2 separate regions of the Arachis hypogaea genome follow, and region 1 is linked to region 2. The links are chromatin contacts, called in public Hi-C maps. All regions are on one chromosome and are shown on one strand. Each heading gives the region's core, a stretch centred on a gene start, on an enhancer-like site or on the middle of the called end of the contact. The rest is flanking DNA. Distances are from core to core; before and after follow the strand shown.

Region 1 (7,074 bases), core at 4,238-6,737, 350 kb after region 2:
ATGCAACCTACAAATTTGAATACAGTTCAATAAAGGATCTAGATATTAATTCACACAACACCAATCGAATCTCCCACATCACGAATGAAATCTCGAAATTGGGAACCATAGAGAATAACAAGAAGAAAAATTAAAGCATACATTCATAAAAACGAAGAAAATTAGAACTAGCTACGAGAAAAATCGTGAACCGGAACTAAAAATAAAAACATTTCAAAAAAACATGTTCAAGAAAACCTACCAAAGGATAAGTCAATATTGGGTACAAGGAAGAGAAAAGAGGTGGCAATAGGAGGAAGATGATACATGAAAATTATGACCAGAAGATAACAAAGACATAAAAGACAAGGATAATATCCTATGGACCTCTGATAGTCCTATAATTTGTACAAATACGCGTGCTTCTACTTTTACAGATGTAATTTTACCATAGGACACTTGCTCCATATTACCCAGGTTAATAAAAAGCTCTGATACCATGTTGTCAAGATCCAAATGAGCCATGACTGGCACTCAGAAAAATAGTCCCAGCCTAACATATTCAAATATAAGTTAAATAAAAAATATTGCAAATATTTTTAATAAATTTACAAGTTCTAAAATGAATAGTTACAATTTTTAACAAGAAGATAAAATAAATAAATATAGTTGGATCCTGCTAGTAATATATGGAGCATATAATGTTTAAGAACTCAACAAAGAATAGATACTCATTGCAGTCATTACTCTTGAATAGAAACGCTCCCTTATTCGGGTAGTTGCTCCTAAAATTTTTTTTTTGAAAAATGGAGTCCTTTCCTCTCGTGTGTCAATACAGAATAACAGATCTAATGTTAGACTAGCAACACCCCTACTAGCTGAAGTCTAAGCCAAATGCATCTAGGTTAATGTCAAGACCATCGTTAAGTATGATTTTCTAATACGAGTCTCCCAAAAATTCAAAATATATAATTCAAAGGTTTAATTACTCTGTTGGTCTTTATAGTTTTGCAAAATTTTTAATTAGTTCCCTATACTTTTTCTCCTTTTAAATGGGTTCCTGCACCAATTTTTTTTTTTCAATAGGTCCCTCTATACGAAGATTGTGAGGGGGGTTAAAGGAATCACCAAACAAAGGATTCAATGATCATGACGAAAGGTGCCATCGATTTCAACAGCAACACTAAGACCATGAAAATCTTTCATGACAACATCCATCAATGTAAACAGAACCAAAATAGCAGCAATGGGATAAAGGGGCATTAGTAGTTTTCCGGCGAAGTAAACGGAACCAAAATAGCAGCAATGGCCTCCTTCAAGCTCTATAGCAGCAACCATGGCGGCAACAACAACTTCAATGACTCCAACAACAGCAACAATACCAGATCTGCCAGCTTACGTGCGTTGAAGCATCCTACGTAAGCTTCGGTAGCTTCAATGGTAGTAGCTCCAGCACCCAGGTGGCGGAAGGGTTCTCTCCTCCCTCGCATTATTCTGCCTCACGCTCCCCTCTCTTCTTTCCTCTCTTGGACCCGGTGATTACTACCCGCGACAATAACGTCAGCGATGGCCTCCTTCATCACCGTTGCCGATCTCTCTCTCTCTCTCTCTGGTTATGCAATTTTGTCATGGTGGAAAATGAATGTGAGGCTAGGATTAGGAAAAAAAGAAGGTAGAGTGGGTCCCACAAATTTCTTTTCTCTTTGTTTTTTCTTTTTTTCCCCTAAAGTTATTACCGTTAACGAAGCTGATGGAAGCATTAATTGAAAAGGTTATAATAGTAAAAGCAAAAATGAATTTAAAGACAACTATGAAATAGACAATCCAAATATAGATGGTGACAATGTTGATTGCACTAATGAAGTATATGTAGAAGAAGTGGCAAATGTAATAGCAAGTCAACATCCGTTCGGGAAGCCATCTTTTATGCGCGCTTTAGATCTTGCCACTTTGAATGCACCAAAGTTTTCTGAGTATGTGAATGCTAGTATGTAAATTTGGTATTAGTAGAGTATATCTATATTTTCTATACTATAAGATGATGATTATATTGTGGTTGCTAATTGTAATGTATAATTGCTTTTTGTGGTATTGTTTCAGACCCATCTATTATTGCACACAGTGAATTTGTTATTGGGATGGAATTCAGTTCTAGCGAGATTGTGATCGCAGCCATCAAAGACTATGTGATTCGTAGGAAAGTTGACTATTGGATATATGAGTCTGAATCAACGACATTTTATGCCAAATGTGTACAATATGAAAATGATTATGATTGGCTTATCAGGACTAGTTTGATTTGAAAGGAATATTTTTGAAAAATAAGACGTTATAATGGTAGCCACACCTACTCCAGATCTATCATTTCTCAAGACCACTGCAAATTGGACTCAAACACAATTGCAGAAGTAATAAACCCATTAGTGAAAGCTGACTAATCTCTGAAGGTGTGATCTGTGATTGTAAATATTCAGGCAAAGTTCAATTACACAATAAGATACCACAAAGTATTGTTGACAAAGCAAAAAACAATAAAAAAGATATTTGGTAGTTAGGAGGCAGCATATGAGATTCTAGCAACATGGTTCAAAGCTATGTGTAAACATATTTTTAAAAAATATTAATTATAACTTTTAATATTTTCAATTCTAAATATATTATTAACGTTAGTAACAATCTTTTAAAAAAATATTAATTACAATTTTTAATACGTCACCCTTATTAATCATGTATTATTTCTATTATATCTTGATATATTACAAAAAAATTATAGCACAAAATCTAAAATTTTAACTAATCACATCAATTTTATATTAACTCTAAATACATTCAAAAGATTTTACTCTACATATTTTAAGATTTTAACTAATTACAAACACTTTCTAGTTATTCCAAAACATATATATTTACAAAAATGAGATAATTGATTACTAATATTTTAACTAAATTAAGTTTTTAAACTACACTAACAAATTCTAATATATTAACAATCTTTAAACAACACGAACTAATACTAATCAACACTAATACTAATTGAAAATAATATTAAATAAACTAACTTACATATGTAAGATGATCTAAAAATTAAATAATGTGTTCTTTAAGTTTAGTGAAATCATGAACTACCATTTTTACTTTATTTTTTCAACTTTATGATTTCACTCACGGTGAAGGTGAAGACCACTACAATCAGAGCTTTTTATCTCTGTTAATTTGGTGAGTGAAGATCAAAGTGATTTCTCTTTCCTTTGGTTTTGGTTTTGGTTTCACTTTCACAGGGTATGATAAAGGAAAGAGAGAGAAACATTGAACTATTCATGTATCTCTCCTCCAACGCAATTACATGTTGGACACTTGACATCTCCTCAACAATTCGCACCCTTAGGACGTCGAAGCACTCCCAACGCCTTGTCTTTCAGTGACGACAATGCCCCTAACATTCTACCTCCATTTCCAAAGCCGGCCTCATTTTTTTTGGCGAAGTACCAATTTGCCCCCTCCATCTCGGCTTATTGACTGGTTCCGATGATTTTGGCCCGAGAAAAATTTTTTTCTATAAACTTAGATTACACAACAAATGAGTCATTTTTAGTAAAAACACCAACACTTGGCCAATATTAAAAAAAATCGTATTCATTTCCCCTTTCAATCTTAGTAATTAGCTTCAACACCAATCATTTCACCAAAGTATGATATATGACTCCAAAACCACTGCGTACACTACAAGAAAAATGCTTAATACCATCAGATTTAACGTCGAATTTAGCGTCAAAATTTAGCAGCGAGTTTACTAGCGAATTTACTAACGGATTTGACAATAAATTTGTCGAGTAAAAGAGTTACCGTCAAATCAATTTTCGACGGTAAATTCACCGAAAATAATTGGAGCAAAAAAAGAAAAATTGGCGTGATTATTACCGTCAAATTTAGGGTAGAAAAATACAATGGTAAGGTAGTTAAATAAAACGTGCCATTTTGGTCACAGGCTATGCGTTACCAGCAAATTTTTTTTACGGTAAGTTCGCCTGTACAATTAACCCTAAATTCGAATTTTTGAACCCCTCCCCTTCATCTGTGCAACATCAGCAACCTCACTTCTGATCTCTCGCCTTTCTCTTTGTCTCTCGCCGTCAGCCCCCTCGCCACCATTCGCCACCACCACTGCCACCTCACTCACTCTCATTGCTGGTCACTATCGATCAGCCACTATCGCCTCCTCAACATTGTCACGTCCAACACGAAGCTCGTTCAACAGCATCGATGCCTTCTGCTCCACACTTGTTCATCACCGTCGCGGCCTCCTCTAATCGGTCTTCCCTTTCTCTGATTAGTTTCTTTTGATTTTTTTAACATTTGGGGGTTAAGAGTTTATTTAGTTGTTTAAATTTTTTTTAAAATTGTTAATCTTCTGAGTTTATATCTCTGTTTATTTTTTTAATTTAATTTAATTTATGTGTGTGTATAGCAGTAGAAATTCACGGTAAAAACAAATAAAAGTTCAGTTTTTGTGATTGTTTGTGGAAATCAAGAAAAGCTAACTTCATAAAAATAAGTAAAGGTTTAGTTTACTATTTCAGTTTTGTGCTTGTTTGTATATATTTTTTTCTTTTTTTTCATTTTTGTGAAATTTATTTTCATTTTGAATTTGAGAAAAAATGCCTTGTCTTTTTTTAGATAGAAATATTTTTGAGGGATTGAAATTTGCGTGTGTATTATAGGAGGAATTGAGTGAGACTTGAGTTATTTCACTTATTTGAGTGTTCCTGCGTTTGGATTAAGTGTGTTGGCATTGTAAATAGGTCTACGTATGATTTGCGTGCGCACTCGGTAATGACCATTAGTTAACATACTCTGAGTGATATCTTTATTAAACTAAGATACAGTTCTAATAAATGAATAGCATAGTAACTTTGGAGGTTGGTATAATTCAAATTGTGTATGTTAATTACAAGATCAAAGAAAATAAATATAAGTCATGTACTTTGTTGATGGTGGTATATTGTTGAGTAAAATATATTTTTGTCATTAAAAAAGTTAACTATTTGATGTATCACTTATTCTATTTTTTAAGTTTTATTTTTTACTGTCTAGTGCTTACTATGCATTTGATTAATAAAACAGAACTTTCAACTTTGAAACAACTTACATGGGACTTTAATTATTATAAAAAACTGGAAAGGGAGTAAGTAGTTTAGAAGTAACTATATTTAATGGGTCATACTGTATATTATATTTTACCCTCTATTCTAATATCATGATCACTAAATAAATCTTTTAACATATTATTATATATTTATAATTTATTTCATTTTCATTGCAACTTTTGTATTTGATATTTCAGGATAAAAGTGGGGTTCCGTTGGTGGTTTAAGAAAAATTTTCAAAGTCTAAAGCAGTGTGGAAGTACGTTTTAACATTAATAGTATATATATATATATATATATATATATATATATATATATATATATATATATATATATATATATACTACAAAATTCTTGTTTATTTGTGGTAGTCTTTTAGTGGGAGTTATTATAAACCTCTATAATATATTTTAATAGTGACAATTTGTAAAACTCCTCTAAATTATATTAACAATAACTCCCACAGATCAATCAATACTAAAAACATTTCTAGCCCAAATAAATATTAGCCCATAACAAAAATTGAAAAAAAAACATTCAAAAGAGGGGGCTTCGAGCGATTGCGAGAAAGAGAAAGAGAGAGTGGGAGAGGGACCTCTGTGAAACCCTAAAATCTCGATCTCCCTGCCGCCGCCATTCATCTCCTTACCGCCGTCGTCTCCTCCGTCAAAGCGTTGCCGGTGCAGAGTTATGAATGGAGGACGAGATGATCGTGGAGCCTATGAATTCGTTGACCTCTCAGAGTGACAATTTCATTCAGATTGTTGAGGTAATGCTTTAAATCTTCTGCTTCTGCGTCATCTTCCACTGCGGATTGTGCCACTGGTTCTGCTTTTCCTCCGGTGGCTTGAAGCACTCAAAGTGCGGTTTGGGCGCGGATTCGGTGTTGTGGTTTGGGCGCAGATTTGGTGGTGCTAGTGAGGAGATCAAGAAGGCGAGCTAGCGAGTCTCTATAAGCTTTGAGTCGAGTCAAGTTTTATGTCATGTCGAGTCATTACAATTAGGATTTGTTCCTAATTTTTTCTTGTTCTTTGCTTTCTTCAATTTTTCAAAATTTTTCAAAGATATTAGTTTCTGTGATAATTTGATGATATAGTTTTGGCAAAGTTATACACAAATTCTGTTTTTTATGTTCTAATGTACTTTTCTCTTCTGTAAATTTTTCAGGTCAAGGCAAAGAATTTGATATAGATTTTGTTAAGTTGATTTGATATATTATAAAGGTGAAGAGACATAAATGAAAAATTGTTATTCTCTATTGAAAATTTTGGTTTTTTCTTGAAGTAAAAAGGATGTTAGGGTTCATAGTTTGAAAGCGAAGTATATAATAAATTTCTTTCTTGTATGCAACTTTGTACTGTGTTTGATTCAGTATCATCATAAGAGCTTTTGGCTTTCTTTCAGGTGCAAGATCCTTGAGGTACTGAAAAATTGGCCTGAGAGGAGTATTCAAGTTATTGTTGTCACAGATGGCGAGCGAATTTTAGGACTCAGAGACCTTGGATGTCAGGTATTCGTTCCTTGATTTACTATAACTACTAGACTCCTATCATTCTATTTTATCTGAAGCTGTTACTTTTTAGTATATAGATACATTAATTCAATGAAAACATGATATATAGTAAAATAAGTAACTTAGGCTTCATATAGTTTATGTTAGATGCGTTTCATTTCAAGGAATGGGAATTCCTGTTGGAAAATTGGCTTTGTACACAGCACTAGGAGGGCTTCGTCCATCAGCAGTTTGCATTTTCAATCTTCTACTAACATTTTTCTTCTCATTATACCATTATATATGTCTCATTATAACATTACATACATGCCTTGATATCTGCATATCACTTTCATTTGCATTGATATGAAGTGATTTTGATGATATCTGGTTTCTATATAGGAATATTCTGAACTTCTGAGTGAGTTCATGGCTGCTGTAAAGCAGAACTATGGGGAA
Region 2 (7,534 bases), core at 524-3,023:
ATTGGATTGATAGTTCTGCTCTGGGAGATCCTAGTCCTCAATGCCTGATTTCCCAGAATTGCCTTCACAAAAACTTCAGGGTATCTACCCTTGTCGCTCGGCTGCAAGTCTTGTGCCTCTATCAAATTAACCCTCAAATACCAAAGCTTAGGAGACAGATACACTTTCGATCGAATGTTTGCAAGAGCATCGGCTCCACTAACGGTGGCTGCATCCGAATGCCATGCTTCAGGAAATGCTTCATCAGCTTGAGTACCCATCCAAACAGCCAACATTAGCTCGCCCTTCGCCTTGTTGCCATTTTTGTCCTCTAGCCTATACCACTGCGGCGCAAGAGGGCTATCTGGAGGAACCCTCTTGGGTATCTCATTGAGGTCAAACCAGACGCGACCAATGAAGTCATCCTTCACCACATCCTTATCCTTCACAGTAACCTCCAGCGTCGAAGCCTGAATCCGGTCTTTCGAGAAGGCGAAGACCTGGTTCCATTCGGGATTAGTCTTCTTCTCGAAATGCCGGGTGGTACCTTTGTAATTTCCCAGCCTGACTTCTACATAAGGGTCACAACTGCCAGTGAGATCCTTAGCAGGCAAGTCTTTCGCCTTTGAAACCCTCACATAAAGGTACTGCATTTGCTCAACAAGATCATAGGTGCTGGTAAGCTTGTCGCCGGAGACCTTCCCACCTCCGAGGTGGGGCTTTGTCTCCTTCAACAAAAAGTCCTCCGGCGGTGCCCTCTGCATCTTCTTGGTTCAAAACAACAAAAAACCACCGACTCCAAATTACAGAAGCTGCTTCACTTCACAACAATTTCAACTACTGAATATTCCAATCTTAAAGTACACACTTCTGAATAAAAAACTAAATACAACGGGTATCAATTCTTCAGCACCCTGAAAAAGGGGAACAAAAACAAAAACACACTAGTCAAATAGCCGTTACAAGTCACCTAAATATTGGGGAAAACATTAAAGTACTCAAACAACACAAGATAAATGCAACATTTAAAATCCACGAACATAGATCTCTGATTAATCTATGAGTTAAAGATACTTACAAGTGAAGTGACCTTGACCAAAATCAAAGAGCTTTTTTACTTCAACTCAACCCCTAGATCCGATATGTTCACACTGAAAGCATGCGAAATCACAGCACCAAAATAAAAAGGAATTATTATTACAAATTGATGAGATTCGACATGCACAAATAAACAATCTGAAACCTAGAATGTTGGTGGGGTGGTTGTTGCCGACAGAATGTAGCATGTGATGAATGAGTAAAGCTTCAAATTCTCAAACTTTCCACATTCCTAGACATACCCTTTAACTCAAATTCACTTTTCTCTCTCTCTCTCTCTCTCTCTCTCTCTCAGAAGCAACTTTAAAAAGTAATAACAATAAAACTTTGAGATATTTCGAGGAAGAGAAGTAAGTAATGGATTTTAATGGTTAATTTTGTGAAGGTAAATAATATGGTTGAAATGAGAAATAGAACTAACCGAAGAAGCGTAGTTAAGACTTAAGAGGGCATTGAAGGAAGAACTGAACCGGCGAGTAACCATGCTTTACTTTTTTTCTTTTCCTTTTTCTTCTTATTTTTTTTTATTTTTTTCCCATTAGCTTAAGGATATGATGAATCAATGCAAATATACGCTGAAGCTTCCCCTCTCTCTCTCTCTCTCTCCGTTTTGTTGGACCTCTGATGCGTATAAAGAACAAGATGCGCTCCCACCTCACACGTGTGCCACGTCATGTTCGTGTCTTACCAATGAATCAATGATCCATTGATCCCTATCCTAAACATATAGTAAATAAATTATAAAATTATTATATTCTATTCCAATTATACATTTTTATATAGTTTTTGCTAACAAGTGACTTGCTAGAGATCTTATTTCTTATTATAGACAATTTTAATTGAAAAACAAAAAAAATTAATTTTAAAGAGATGTATAATGTATTTAATAAAAAGATTAAAATTTTTTTAATAAAATTAAGCTTAACAAATATCTTTATCTATAAAGTCTTTTTAATATGGGAAAAGCTCAGTATACAAGTGATTAGGGCTTGTAACTATTACAAGTTCATTAATGCCTAATCCACCAAAATGCACTGCAACTCCTACGTCACTTACACGCGCTATATAAAGATCTTGCGTTTGTATAACTACCAAATTTAAAAGATTTGTTTCCTTCTTTGTTTTCCTTCTTTCCGAATTTCATCGTTCTTCTTCTCGTGCGTATTCCCCTGGTTTTTCGATCGTTCTTTTTCTCTCCTTTCTCATTGGTTTGTTCTTCGTTATTGACGTTAGTTCCTCTTTCTGTAACTCCAGTTTTGTTTTCTTTTCGATTTTCTGGTTTTTGAAATCAAAGTTTGAACTCGTTTTGAAGATAATGGATGATTCAACCTCATATTGTCAGTTGAATCAGGGCGAAGTGGATTATGAATTTGAATCTAACGAAGTTCCTGAGGTTTGATTTACATACGATTACTCTGAATTTTGTTGCGGTAATTTGTATAGCATTGTGTAGCTGAATAATTCGTGAACATTGACTGTGAAACTTCCCCGTGAACATAAATCTGTGGATTGAATGTAATGTATTAGTTTTGATTGATTATCTGGAATTTATAGCAGACGCTCGGGTGTAGATCAAAACTTTTTTGGGTGTATTTTTTCGGGAGTGTGGGTGTATTTACAGTTTATGGCTTTTTCTGTTATTTTAGCTGAGTTGTTGTCGTTCGGGTGTATTATATTAGACATGATTGGGTGTGTTTTTAGTTTTTGTCATGGTGTATTCTGCAGCTTGTGTATTTACAGCTTATGGCTTTTATTGTCATTTTAGTTGAGTTGGTGCCGTTCGGGTGTATTATATTAGCAATAATTGCGTGTATTTATAGTTTTTGACATGGTGTATTCTGCAGCCTCTCTTTGTTATTGATGGCCAATTTGTTTTGAAGGTTGGAATGACCTTTACCACCCTTGAAGATGCTGGAAAATTTTACAGGAACTACGCCAAGGCTGCAGGTTTTTCTACAAGAGTTCGGAACACAAATAGGAAGGGAAACGAGATTAAGAATCAATTGATTACATGTAGCAGAGAGGGAAAATGGAACTCTCATAGAAAAAATTCATTTGATAGGAATTGGAATGATTTTCTGCTAAATTTTGGTCTTGTGGACAACAAGTAGCTTTCAGGTAGTGTTGGGTTAAAATCTGCAGCAGAGGTGTAAATTTAATTTTTATCGGGTGTATTTATAGTCTGTGTTTGGGTGTATTATGCAGATCTCTATGCAGACCGTCATATATGGGTTCCAATCTATCTGGATCACCACTTCTGGGCAGGGATAAGCAGCACACAAAGGAGCGAGAGCATGCATTCATTTTTTAACAAATTTATTACCCGGAACAGCTCGCTTATTCAATTCGTCAAACAATACGATAATTACCCTAAACCCTAAAATTCAATGATTTGGGTATAGTAGGTTGGGTGGTTTAAGGTTTAGGGTTTAATTTTTAGGGTTTAGGGTTTATGGTTTAGGGGTTTAGGGTTTTGGGTGTATAATCAACATTCTTTGGGTGTAAAATGTCAGTTTATGGGTGTATATTTGGTTTGATGTTTTCCTTCATATTATAGTACCTGTAAATCAAACATTTTGAATACACCAGAGAGAGTTTAATTATGGAAAAAAATTTACTTATAATTGGATCAAATATATTTACACTATGTGTTCAATTTCTTACAAGAGTATATAACAGTTACATTAATCAGTGACAATATCATTAGAATCTATCTGACAAAATGGACTCAATAACAATGAAGATGGCCTGGACAGTCTTATTGCATCACTTCTCCTCGCTCATATTTCTGAATTTCTCACTCAACAGATGGGTTGCACACTTTAGGTCCTTGATTTGCTATAAACAAAGCAAAATTAGAGTTAGATATATTTCTATTATGAAAAACTGATTTGCCTTCCATTTTTTCCAACTTGGTTTTTGCCTTCCATTTTTACTGCAATGAAAAATACACCCATAGATATCAGTCAGATACACCCATAGATCAACCACATACACGCAAACCGATTTTATAAGTATTTAATGAGATCAGTTCAAAATGATGTTCAATTGACTCAAACAACGATAAATATACAAGCTCAAGTAATATTACAATGTCAAGCAATATACATCCAAGGACAAGCAGTATTAGAACATTTGCAACAGTTGACTATATTAAATTATATGAGTTCAGAAATATACACCCAACAAATTACGTCATATACACCCAACAATCAACCATATACACCCAACACATTACGCTATATACACCCAACAAATTACTCAATATACACACAAAAATCAATTAGAAGAAGAACTAGAACAAGAACAACAGTAAAAGCTAGAGCAAGATAAACGGTAAAAACTTAGATGAGGCACATACACCCAAACCGATTTCATAAGTATTTAATTAGATCAGTTCAAAATTATGTTCAATTCACTGAAACATGGATAAATATACAAGCTCTAGCAATATTACAATGTCAAGTAATATACACTCATGGACAAGCAATATTAGAACAGTTGCAACAGTTGATTATATTACATGATATGGGTTCAGGAATATACACCCAACAAATTACGGCGTATACACCCAACAATCAACCATATACACCCAACACATTACGCCATATACACCCAACAATCAACCATATACACCCATACAAATTACTCCATATACACCCAATAAATTAAGCAATATACAGCAAAAAATCAGTTACGAGAAGAACTAGAACAAGAAGAACAGTAAAACCTAGAACCACTTTGAAGAACAGTAAAACCTAAAGGAACTTACAAGAAGAGTAAAACCTAGAATAAGAAGAACAGTAAAACATAGTTCTTCGATTTCGAAATCAGAAACAGAAATGTGAAAAATGTACAAGATGAGTAAAACAATAACGTACCTTGAATAATATTTTGTTGATGGTTTCTGCTGTTATTCGCGACGAGTTCGAATGTCTCTTCAGTTTGGAATGTTGCTCGAAACTTGAGGATTTGTGTTATCTTTGAAGGAGAAGAGAAAGAGTGAGTCATAACGAGCGGTTTTTTCGAAGCGTAATCATTTGAGTGACGCGTGTGGAATTGACGCTCCATTTAAAGGGAAGGAGTGCGCGTGACTTAAACCTGGGTTGGGCCAACTTATAAAAATTGTATGCGTTATTTGCATATATGTGTAGCAGGACCCTTTTAATATTACTATTGACATGTGTCTCAAAAAATAAATAAATATTTTAATATTTTACAAGATAAGTCAATTTAATTAATCTTGCCTTGTTGTTTAATGTTTGGGTTTTATGGCATAAAGATGAATTCTCAATTTTTTTTTCTGGAAATATAAAACAGATTAGGTATTATTTAGTAGTTTATTAGTTTGTATTTAATTTAAATGATAAAAATTTTAAGATGAGCAAAAAATGAGAGAGATAAATTAAAATCAAATAAAAATAAACTCTTTATTTTTTATTTAATTTTTTAATATAATAAAAAGTGACTCATTTAAATTCATTTGTCCATATTATATAGTTCATCATAAAACAAAATCAAAAGAAAAATTCCGTTCATAAAAACTCAATTTTGAGCTAAAATTATTTAAGAAGTATTATAATAGACTAATAGTGTATATCAATAGATACGAATCTAGTTTTTGTCATTTTTCTTATAAATTAATATGTATAATAGTGATTAATATGAAATTAGTTAAAATGGTAAGGGTTTTAGTTTTTTTTTTTCAATAATTGAGTCTAAATTCTAAAAATAGAAAGAAATACTTTTCTTTATTATTAAAAAAATAATAGTTATAAGAAGAGACTAAAAATAGAGCAATGCTAGGGGCCAGCAATTTTTGTGATTGTTAGCCATCAACTAGCCATCAATGATGATTTGATGGTGTGAGATTGGTATGAAATTTCATCCAATGACTCATCTTCTCCTGCTAGTTACATGCTGGCCAAAATTCAATAAACTGCTGGCTCCCTAGACTTTTCCCTAAAAATAATTACATTGTCTACGCTTTAATCCCAATTCCCTGTATGTAAGCATACATAAATGAAAACTTTTATGGTACAAAATTGACGGGTCAATGAGTTTCTTTACAAATAAGATTTGCATATTCCTATGTCATAACAAATTAACAATGGTCTCTTTATCATTTTTGACCAAAAAATCGCGAAGAGTAGTGGTCTAGTGGAACAGTAAAGGGAAAAGGAGAAGGATGGGATTTCAGCCTTAGCTATTTTGGGACCAAAAATAATCCAGCATGTGAATTTGGTAGGAGTCCTCTACATTTCTCTATGCTTGTATAGCCTAACTACTTACAAACTGATAAATAAAGCTTACATTGGGATCTTGTGGTGGTCCACAAATTAGACTTCTTTTGAATTATCAATAATAAAATAATTGAGTGGATTGGGAAGACGAGTATTTATTATTTTAGTTAACCAAAGTTTAGTTATTAGATGCACTATTAAAAATCAAAACTCTTGATGTACAATAAACTATGGTAAATGATTTATTTTAGTTCTTAAAACTAAAGGATGCGAATTAAAATAGTTTTTATACTAATCTTTCTTACTAGTTTCATGTATTTAAAATTTTCAATTTTTTTTAATTTATTAATTTTTTTTTTATTCTATGTTTTACACATATTTTAAATAAAATTTTATTCACATTATAATAACCAAAAAAAGAAAAAAAAAGGCAATTTACCTAATTAAATAAATTGTGTGAATCGTTTACCTGTATACACAAAACAGAAACTTCTTACGTGCATGTGTAATTTCATTTTTATGTAAACCGTGGGAGCTAACCACGGTTCTAGTTTCAACGTAAATCGTTGGAGGCTAAGAGGGTTTATGGTTGGAAAAGATTGGACATAATAATCTGTGGCTACCTACCACGGATTAGGAAGGAAAAAAACTTAGGCATAAACCGTGGTTGCTTCCCACGGTTTATGAAGAGGAGGCCTTGAACGTAAACCATTATTCCAACTCTCATTTTTGTTTATCACTTTACTCCATAACTACCATTGTGTTAACTTTTTAGTTATTAAAAATTTGCTAAAGGAATTTTTTTCTTCTTCTTTGATTTAAATATCTATATGTATACCTATTATATAGATCCTTATTATTTTTCAGACTTATTTGTTAAGTCATATTGTATTGCTTTCAAACAAAATTTAAGATATCAAATATTCAGATCTTTTGTCAATTAAATTATAAAATTTGACGACAATTATAAAAAAATAATATCAAATATTTTATATCTTTTTAAAAGAGTAATATTATATGGACACTACTATTTTAGCTACTATTAACATATACAATTGAATATAAAAATATTATATTATTGTTGAATATCTTTACTATTCTTAACACATATTTGTAATAATTCTTAATATTTCTCTAGATCTAATATGTCACCTTCTATATCTCTAACTAATAAAATTATTAAGATTTTCTTAAAATTTCATTCAATTTCAAAA

What was found. A called contact is a pair of places that touch in the nucleus more often than the background predicts.
Region 1: a contact with region 2 is called in a Hi-C map of leaf, with 5 times the contacts expected there. The contact joins the promoter of LOC112747282 here to the promoter of LOC112747249 in region 2. A contact is called at or near these places in 3 of 8 Hi-C or Micro-C datasets (all in leaf).

Annotation. Positions count from the first base shown.
Region 1 is chr2:68,784,657-68,791,730 of arahy.Tifrunner.gnm2.J5K5, forward strand. It overlaps LOC112747282, which reads left to right and starts at 5,488. Exons shown (of 11, transcript XM_072218552.1): 1 at 5,488-5,892; 2 at 6,528-6,633; 3 at 7,018-7,074.
Region 2 is chr2:68,441,421-68,448,954 of arahy.Tifrunner.gnm2.J5K5, forward strand. LOC112747249 (FT-interacting protein 3) reads right to left here and starts at 1,774. Exons shown (of 3, transcript XM_025795213.3): 1 at 1,499-1,774; 2 at 1,058-1,130; 3 at 1-893. The coding sequence starts at 743.